2 separate regions of the Xenopus laevis genome follow, and region 1 is linked to region 2. Evidence: chromatin contacts called from public Hi-C data. All regions are on one chromosome and are shown on one strand. Each heading gives the region's core, a stretch centred on a gene start, on an enhancer-like site or on the middle of the called end of the contact. The rest is flanking DNA. Distances are from core to core; before and after follow the strand shown. Region 1 holds the start of LOC108698272 (thymosin beta-4). Region 2 has its middle 19 kb from the start of rpl36a.L.

Region 1 (4,709 bases), core at 1,939-4,438, 110 kb after region 2:
AATAAAATCAAGGTAGGAGTACAGAGGCAGTGACCAATTTAACCAAAGTTAAAGTATTCCACTCACTTATGGAGTTAGAATTTATAGCGGTGTGCCATTGGAGAGGAAATTGCACACTTTGCTCTATAGAAGCAGAGATTATGTCAATTCATTAAGAAGACCATGTGATAATCACTACACAAACAGTGCTCCGGTTAGCAGAAATCTGCCTCGTTTGTTAAGAAAAATCTCCCCTCCTCTTCTGTCTTTTTCCCCAGACATGGGTAGACATAGTAGCATGCAAAAGCCAGTTAGCTTTTACTCTACTTGTGCCTAGTTGGACCAAAAAAAAAAAATGATGACTGAAAAAGCTAGTGGCAAAGATCTTCTACAGAAATACCTAGGGCCTTTGCAGTTTTTCATTAAATAGGAGCACTAGTCTGGGAAAGTTGGGTAAGAGAGTATAATCGTGGGGAGCCTGCCATTTTGGCACCCATTCGCCAGACATTAGTTCTCAAGTTATGGCACACATTGAACACAATGCACTCTTGTTTTAAGAGTTTGGGAGGAACTCCACAGAGCGGCTCGAGCCAACACGTGTCGAATGTTCTGAAGATACAGGAAGTGACGGAGAAATCGCAGGTAAGAACTACATTTATCCGAATGTTGGATGAAAAAGCGGAGTTTTCATACGACAGTCTGATAAATGTAGTTCTTAACCTGCGATTTCTTTCACTTCCTGTATCTTCAGAACATCCGACACGTCCCATGCGTTTCGTCACATGGCCACATGTCGGCTCGAGCCGCACCGTGGAGTTCCTCCCTTTTAGCAAGTATCCTACACCATAGCCTCCTTCGAGATCCATTGCAAACACAAAGGAAGGGACACAATGAAGAAAATATGTGATTTTAATCTTTTAAACATTATGACTTTTTTTTTTACAACAAAATCATTCTGCAGAGAGTAGAATCAGTCATTGCCAGACCGTGCCGCAGCCAGAGGAAATCTGATCTGAAAACCGGAGTAAACCATTCCAGTCAACATTTTTTACCCTCCGCTTTCTCTTGTTCAATATCTGCAAGGAAAATGACAAAGCATTAATCGGACAAATTCATATCAGTTAAAAAAATTATATATAAAATAAAACGACTTGTACATTCCTGCACACTTTTGAATACACGAAAGAAAGGGTCACTGTGTACAAATGAAACTTACACATTTTTGCCTTAATACTTATCTAGGGTTCCTTAATGCTCACCTTTTAGGTATCATGATAGTAGGAGTGTTTAATATAAAGTAGTAAATGGACCCAGTAGACCACAAACACAACCTATATGTATGCACTGTTTAACCACTACTCCTCGCCACTTGGATTTATTGAGGTTTGTCATACAACACAAAGTGGGACCTCACAGGGCCTAAATGGGAACCTTCAGGGCAACTAAGTTTTTGTATATACGGAAGCAGCAGTCGAGGGGACAATGCACAGCAAATGCATGAATCAAAGACATTTCCTTTTGCATACCACTAGCCCTAAGTTAACCCCCTTTTAATATTTATTGTTTACAGGGTAAACTCTGTACAGTTGGCAAACTTAAAACACTGCCAAAATGACTTCAATAGGGTATTCAACTTTTAGACCAGTGGGCAAATTAAACATTGTGATTTTTTAAGCTGTTTACATAGAACGGAGGCTACTCCTTTACCAGCCCTGCTGGAAGGCTGCACTGACCCTGAATTCCAGCTCAACACTAGCTCTGTGCCAGATCCCCTCCCCCTGATTTCATACAATGTTTATTCAAGTATAAATAAAAAAAGGGAAAGTTTCTGCCAAGTCCCTGCCTATGAAGCACAGAAGATTTGTTAACTATTCCTGTACAGAGTGCACAAGTCAAGCATAAAAACCCAAAGTCATTGCTGAACTACAGCCGTTTTTATTCTAAAGGAGAATGCGTAGTTTGCAAAGAAATAAATAAAAAGTATATTTATTAAAGTAAAAAGTAGCACAATTGAGCAATTTACACAATGTACGTTTTAGGGTCTTCACAGCAGAGCAGACAGTCAAGCCGATATGAGAAGAAGCAACTGATGCCACCGAACGTGTTCTGGTAACAGAGCCAACAACCACTACCCACATGCCATGATCTGAAATAAGCGCACTTACCTTCCTTCGAAGGCAATGGGTTCTTCTCCTCCGTGTTAGTTTTCCGCAGTTTGCGGTGATCAAATTTCTCCACCTCTGACAGGTCGGGCTTATCAGACATGATTACTGGGTATGACAATAATTAAAGAGTCAGTAGCCATAGACAGGGACTCGGTTCCAGCCATCTGTACAGTTTAATATCACCAACATAGCATAATATAAAATACAACAGACCGAAGAAAAAAACCAAAAAAAAAAAAAAAAAAACCTACAAACACAAACTATGCAGGGACTGGATCACCAGTTAAGTTTTAGATTTACTGCAGTAACCAGAGAATGAGGATTGTAGAAGGGTTTTGGCTGTAAGTGCTCCAATAAAAGTATGTACCGCAATGGTTTATAAAGAGAAATTGGGCAGCTGCCATTATGCCTGTGGGCATCCTAGTAGGAGTATTGCAAACAGCCCTTTCAGCTTCTCCCTGCCCATACTGGTAGCCCTTGGGGGAAACGTATCAGGACATGCAGGCCTATGGATGGGTGTGGCTGCCACATTATGCATGTTACAGCAGCCACACTTGCTTTAAAGGGGACCCACGATAGGGAGAAAGAATTGAAGTCCCCAGCAAGGCTCCAAGCGGACACGAATACTTAAACAAGCAAACTGCAATGAGCCATAAAACATCCAACACTGGCACTAACCTGGCTCTCCTACCCAAATTCTGAGATCGGTGCCCACAAACATTTAAGGGTGACTGGTGCTAACCAAGTGGTTCCCCCAACAGACATTAATGAGCATTAAGTTGCATGGCGAGTAAACACTGCAGTAATGGCTTGATGGTTACAGACTCAGAGTTAACATCTTGCTATTAACTGTTAAAGCCAATTCGTAACATCTGTCACAACACTAACCTGTTTCGTAGCCTCACAACAACAGCAGCAACAACTGACCAGCCGAACCAGCTCTGAAAGAACACCAGTGGGCGGTGCTATTATATACTTCCATTAGGAGACGCCCATCCCCCCCTTTCGATTGCGCTCAGGTGCACACACCCGCTTAAGCTCCACCCATTAATAGCGCAGCTCCGCGGTTTGAAGTGAGGGGGGGGGGGGAAACACGAAAGGGAGAAACCATTCCTATAATAAGAAAGGGGGGAGGGGGGTTCGTATCGGTATGCGGTAAAGCCTTTGTTGTGAGTGGTGGTCAGAGGTTGTCATAATGCTCCATACAGACGTTACCGCCACCTCCCTATAATCGAAATTGGGCACAGCCTTAATAATGTATTAATGAGATGCGTCGTGCTTGGGAAGGCTCCCTACCGAAAAATAGTTGTATTTTACTGAAGGAGTGTGTAGGAGCACCATTGGGCTCAACGTCCTTAAATGCTAATCATTCTTTTTTTACATTCATTCACTTGTGGTTTGCTATGCAAAACTGCATGGGAATATTGCATAATATACATAGGATATATGCATTTATATAGTGAATAAAGTACCCCCTCTTGTAAATTATAAGGATATTATAAGTTACTGAGGAGTTCCATGACCATATAAAAACACAAGGCCGAAGGCCAAGTGTTTTTATACAGGTCATGGAACTCCAAGGTAACTTCTAATATCCTCATATTTTGCAACTGGGGGGTACTTTATTTATTACAATACACAAGTTTCAGTGAGTCATGTGACAGAAATGACATCCGAACTCACCGTTTATAACTGATTACATCACGATAAGGATTTCATTTCAATATATTCATGGCTTTTGTGTATTATATTTAGATATGTGCATTGAATGGGATTTAATCACAATATAGTGTATTGTTGTGTCCCATTACTTTAATTTCAACTTAAATAAAATCACCTGCTTTAAAAGTGATCTCTGGAATTTTGTGGCAACTCCAGGAGTCTGTAATGGGATGTGACCGGTGTCCCTTCCACATGTTTTGTTTGTACTTTACAAAGTAAACTTTGTGGTTACTAGTGGGGAATATTAAAAAAAAATGCAAGAAGTGCATAGATAGGACAGCTTTAAGGCACTGGTAGGCCAAGGGCGAACATCCCATTTAGGGGCCGTCCGCAGCCCCCTAGAAATATATATATTTTTAATTCCAAGATATTAAAGAATACACGTACTGTTAACATGAATGCATTTTCTTACATGAATGTACATTGCAAAAGTTCTTAGAATAGAATAGCACCCTCATCAGTGTTACATTTACTTATTTTAAAGGTTTACTTATACTTAAAGCAGCATTGGATAGCAGTTAATGCCTCCACTCAATGTTCAAAGCTGATTTGCCGCATCTCAAATGCATGGATTTGTGCATCAAATGGGGTGAACACCCCATTTGATGCACAAATCCAGGTATTGGTGTCTAATTCTTCATAACATATATTGCTGGCAGCAAGGCCAGTACCAGTACCGGCACTTCTGTATATTATTCAGCATTTCAAATGTGTATATTCTTGCATGCAGCCAGACATTTCAGAACTTCGTTTTTAATCTAATATAATAAATGTGAAACAACAGCACCACCTGCTGGTCATTTTGCTAGCAACCGTCAGCTAAAAATACATTTCCCGATAAAA
Region 2 (5,187 bases), core at 1,052-3,551:
TATAGTTTTGGGGTATTTATATGTGAAATTTACACTTTACCATCCTACTATAGTTCTGGGGTATTTATATGTGATATTGTGACTGTGCCATACTTCTATAGTTCAGGGGTATTTATATGTGAAATTGACATTTTACCATCCTTCTATAGTTCTGGGGAATTTATATATGAAATTGACACTTTACCATTCTTCTATAGTTCTGGGGTATTTATATGTAAAATTGTGACTGTGCCTTCCTTCTATAGTTCTGGGGTATTTATATGTAAAATTCTGACTGTTCCTTCCTTCTATAGTTCTGGGTTATTTATATGTGAAATTGCCACAGTGCCATCCTTCTATAGTTCTGGGGTATTTATATGTGAAATTGCCACTGTGCCATCCTTCTATGAGTTCTGGGGATATTATACTTGCAATATTCCCACTATTTTGTGCAGAGGGGGCCCTGAAATTTTTTTTGCAGGGGGGCCCTGGTATCCGAAGTTACGCCACTGCTCCCACACTCACCTCTTCGTCTCTAATAACTCTCTACCTCACTCTATATATTTGTATGGATAGAAATATCTATAATATTAAAAGATATATTTTTGCACCTCACTCCCCTCTCCTGCTCCTGTCCTATATCCACATTGTTTCTTTTAGGATGACTTATCTTTAATGCCTTCAGCCTCTCTGGGAACAATGCAGCTTTCTAGATTGAAATAGAATGTATAAACATAAATTCAATGCTAGTGACATTATGTTGTGCACAACCTCTCCTTGCTATTGTTACTCTATTTTATGTACAGTAGAACCCCCATTTTAAATTTTTCAGGGGAGCAGAAATAATTGTACAGTTTCGGCCCCCATCACTCAAACAGGACATTATTGTATTAGAGAGGGTGCAGAGAAGGGCAACTAAGCTGGTAAAATGTATGGAAAATCTTAGCTATGAGGAAAGACTGGCCAACTTGAAAATGTTCACGCTGGAGAAGAGGCACTTAAGGGAAGATATGATAACTATGTATAAATATATAAGGGGATCATATAATAATCTCTCTAATGCTTTATTTACCAGTAGGTCTTTCCAGCTGACACAAGGTCACCCATTCCGATTAGAAGAAAAGAGGTTCCGCCTAAATATTCGGAAGGGGTTTTTTACAGTGAGAGCTGTGAAGATGTGGAATTCTCTCCCTGAATCAGTTGTACTGGCTGATACATTAGATAGCTTGAAGAAGGGGTTGGATGGCTTTTTAGCAAGTGATGGAATACAGGGTTATGGAAGATAGCTCATAGTACAAGTTGATCCAGGGACTAATCCGATTGCAATTTTGGAGTCAGAAAGGAATTTTTTCCCCCTCTGAGGCAAATTGGAGAGGCTTCAGATGGGGTTATTTGCCTTCCTCTAGATCAACTGGCAGATAGGCAGGTTAAAAAAAGTAAAAAGGTTGAACTTGATGGACGTGTGTCTTTTTTCAACCTAACTTACTATGTTACTATAGCAGGTATAGTAGGGAGAGATGGTGTCTATAGTAGCAGTGGGGATAATAGCCTCTGGGAAGGGACTGTGGGATAGAAGGTATAGCAGGGAGAGATAGTGTCTACTGTAGCAGTGGGGACAATAGCCTCTGGGAAGGGACTGTGGCTGTGTGATAGCAGGTATAGTAGGGAAATATTGTGCCTATAGTAAAAGTGGGACAATAGCTTCTGGGATGTGACTGTGGCTTTGGGATAGCAGGTATAGTTGCGAAAGATGGTGCCTATAGTAGCAGAGGGATAATAGTTTCTGAGAAGGGACTGTGGCTGTGGGATAGCAAGTATAGTAGGGAGAGATGGTGTCTATAGTAGCAGTGTGGATACTAGCCTCTTGGAAGGGTCTGTGGCTTTGGGATAGCAGGTATAGTAAGGAGATATAGTGTCTATAGTAGCAGTGGGGACAAAGCCTCTGGGAAGTAACTGTGGGTTTTAGATAGCATGGTATTGCAGGGAGAGATGGTGCCTATTGTACCAGTGGGCAATATTCTCTGCGAAGGGACTGTGGCTGTAGGATAGCAGGTATAGAAGGGAGAGATAGTGTCTATAGTAGCAGTGGGGACAATAGCCTCGGCAAGGGATTGTGGCTGTGGGATAGCAGGTGTAGTAGGGAGAGATGGTGCCTATAGTAGCAGTGGGAAAATAGTCTCTAGGAAGGGACTGTGGCTATGGGATAGCAGGTATAGTAGGGAGAGATAGTGTCGATTGTAGCAGTGGGGACAATAGCCTCTGGGAAGGGGATGTGGCTGTGGAATAGCAGGCATAGTAGGAAGAGATGGTGCCTACAGTAGCAGTGGGATAATAGCCTCTGGGACGGGACTGTGGGTGTGGGATTGCAAGTATAGGAGGGCTAGATGATGTCTATAGTAGCAGTGGAGATAATAGTCTCTGGGAAGGGAGTGTGACTGTGGGATTGCAGGTATAGGAGGGTTAGATGGTGTCTATAGTAGCAGTGGGGATAATAGTCTCTGGGAAGGGACTGTGGCTGTGGAATAGCAGGTATAGTATATGAGGTGGTGCTTATATTAGCAGGAATAGTAGGAAGCGATGATGTCTATAGTAGCAGTGGGGATAATAGCCTCTTGGAAAGGGACTGTGTGTGTGTGTGGGATTGCAGGTATAGTAGGGAAAGATGGTGTCTATAGTTGCAGTGGGGATACATGCAGGTTGAAAAAATACACAGTTCCATCAAGTTCAACCTTTTTACTTTTTTAAACTGCCTAAAATCGTGAAATCAGAAAGTTCACTAAAAAAATCGTGAAATTCTGACTTTTTCACGAAAAAAATTTGAAATTTGACAGTTTTCACTAAAAAAAATCTTGAAATTCAAACGTTTTCACGAAAAAATCGTGAAATTCAAACATTTTCATGAAAAAATCATGAAAATCGGATAAAATATTAATTTTATTTATTATCGGCAGGTATATTTAAGCCCTTTTTTCTTTTTCCCTATTATTATTATACAAGCACCGCCTACTTGTTTCCCATTGGCTATCTTTCTTTTAATTATCCTGTATGTATTGTTCAATGTTCAGCCTATGACTTAAGGTGGCCATAGACACACGGATCCTATCGTACGAATTGAGGATTCGTATGATTTTCGGATCGTGTGTGGCGTGTGCCGACATCTTCCGTCCGGCGGAGATCGGTCGTTTGGTTTATTCGGTCAGGTTTGATTTTGACCCGACCGATCCCGCTGGAGCCCACGGCACATCGTAATCAGATCGTTCGGCCATACGGCCGAACAATCAGATTGCCCCCGATATAGCCATGTTTGTAAATGGCATATCGGGGAAAGATCCGCTCGTTTGGCGATGTGGCCAAACGAGCGGATCTTTGCATCTATGGCCACCTTAAGTGTCCCTGGTAGACATGAAACGCGTCAGGCCTTGGTTCTTAATTATGGAGGATAAAATGTAAGCTTTTTAACCTTTTACAATCTGACTCTGCTCTTACTACTGTGTGTGGGTCCAGGCTTGTGCCAGCCTCCTTTGATGTTTTCTAGATGTATATAAAAACTGATTGTTATGCTTGTTTCCTAGATGTATATAAAGACAGATTGTTATGCTTGTATGCTGGAAGCATGAGATTCAAATCCTGAATCTTAAAGTACCAATAACATTAAAAGATTAGTTTACTTAAAACATATGTAAATAAGGTGATCTGTAGCCATAAGGAGCAGCTTTCAAATTTAGTTTATATGTAGGAGCCTGATACATAGAATAATGTTACTGAGTCTGGTGTCTGGTAAATGACCCCTTAAGTCATTTGATAGGACTATGTAAGAGCCTTCCCATTGTAACTGACAGGTATAGGTGTAATAACCTAAATTACAGGGTCACTATTTTAAATTCAGTTGCCAATTGTTTTCAGTGTGGACTAATGCAATAACTCAGCGGGCCACAAGAGGTCAACACATCCCATGCTTAAATCACTTCTCTAGATATGACTGTCATGCTGCATTTAGGATTAATTCTATTTTGTCGAGAAACCAATATAGAAAGAAAGAAAGTTTGAATCAAGTTTATGTACTGTTAGTGTGATAAACAATGCACTAACAGCAAGATCTGACTTTTACATTAACGTCATGGGGTGGATAACAAGTGTATTAAACCAGGCATGATTGCTGCTTGAATATATAGTATATATTGCTGTTTTGCAAAAAAAGTAATTAAAAAAATCATTAAGCAAGATGTGAATTGGGCTTTTTTGGGAAATTTTCGGGGATTCATAACTTGAGACTTATGTACTGAAATAAACTGGAAACTGCCACCACAGTGTCATTCTATCATACGTACTTTAACTTCTTATCATCTGAAAAGCTCTTTGGAGACAGTTTCAGAGACAGGCCAAGACTGGCAATGTGTAGATACTGGCAAATGCCAGAGAGGCTTCTGCTATAGATAGTCACTATTTATTTGGCCTTTTGGGGGCTGCTTGGTCCTCTATTTACTTGACATGCCAGGGTTTTAAATCTCAGTCAAGACCTGCTTCTAGGCAACATCTGTATAGGTGGAGACATCATGAAGTTCCCCATTAGCAGTGCTAGGCAATTGCAGCACCCGGTGGCATAGAGAGGAAGGGCAGCACTGCAATACCAGTGTCTCCGGGACAGTAAACGAGACACCACATACAGTACATATTATGGTGCAGACACAGGAGAGAGCGATAAACAGTTGTGGGGAAATACGGGGCTGCATTGGTCCTGCTGTTTTTCAGCGTGAAATATAGATAGCGAAGAAGCACGCACTCCATGGGCCAGTCAATATGATTAAAAAGTCTTTATTCAAAAAACAGCTAAAACAATGAAACCTTACGCGTTTCGTATCCGAAGATACTTACTCATTGGCATAATTGAGAACAGCCGTGAACAGAATATAAACAGGTAGGGATATGACGTACAGAGTCAGTGATCCTAAACATTAACCCTAAAATTTAAATTATTTTAGCTGAGATGAAACATTAGTTCTTATCCTTTTAAGTCATTTTGAATCATTTTAAATCATTTAAATCATCTCAAATCATTTCAAATGCTTTTAAATCATTTTTAAATCAGTACAGTTAATGGCTTTATCGTAAAAAGTAATCAAACTTAAAATCTTGTTACAATAGTTCATACAATTCATGTCTAAAACTGGAGCAATATTATTCTCAATGAAAGATTTATGCCACATCAAA

Evidence for each region. A called contact is a pair of places that touch in the nucleus more often than the background predicts.
Region 1: a contact with region 2 is called in a Hi-C map of the XL177 cell line, with 2.6 times the contacts expected there. The contact joins the promoter of LOC108698272 here to the enhancer-like site in region 2. A contact is called at or near these places in 2 of 4 Hi-C or Micro-C datasets (the XL177 cell line and the XTC cell line).

What each region holds. Positions count from the first base shown.
Region 1 is chr8L:26,285,120-26,289,828 of Xenopus_laevis_v10.1, forward strand. It overlaps LOC108698272 (thymosin beta-4), which reads right to left and starts at 3,189. Exons shown (of 3, transcript XM_018229635.2): 1 at 3,033-3,189; 2 at 2,145-2,249; 3 at 871-1,055. The coding sequence starts at 2,244. The coding sequence ends at 1,018.
Region 2 is chr8L:26,179,305-26,184,491 of Xenopus_laevis_v10.1, forward strand. No RefSeq gene overlaps it. Among protein-coding and RNA genes, the nearest start is that of rpl36a.L, 19 kb to the left of the region's middle. Within about 2 kb of position 2,302, at least 1 of the 7 cell types and tissues checked has an H3K27ac peak or open chromatin away from gene starts, as enhancers often do.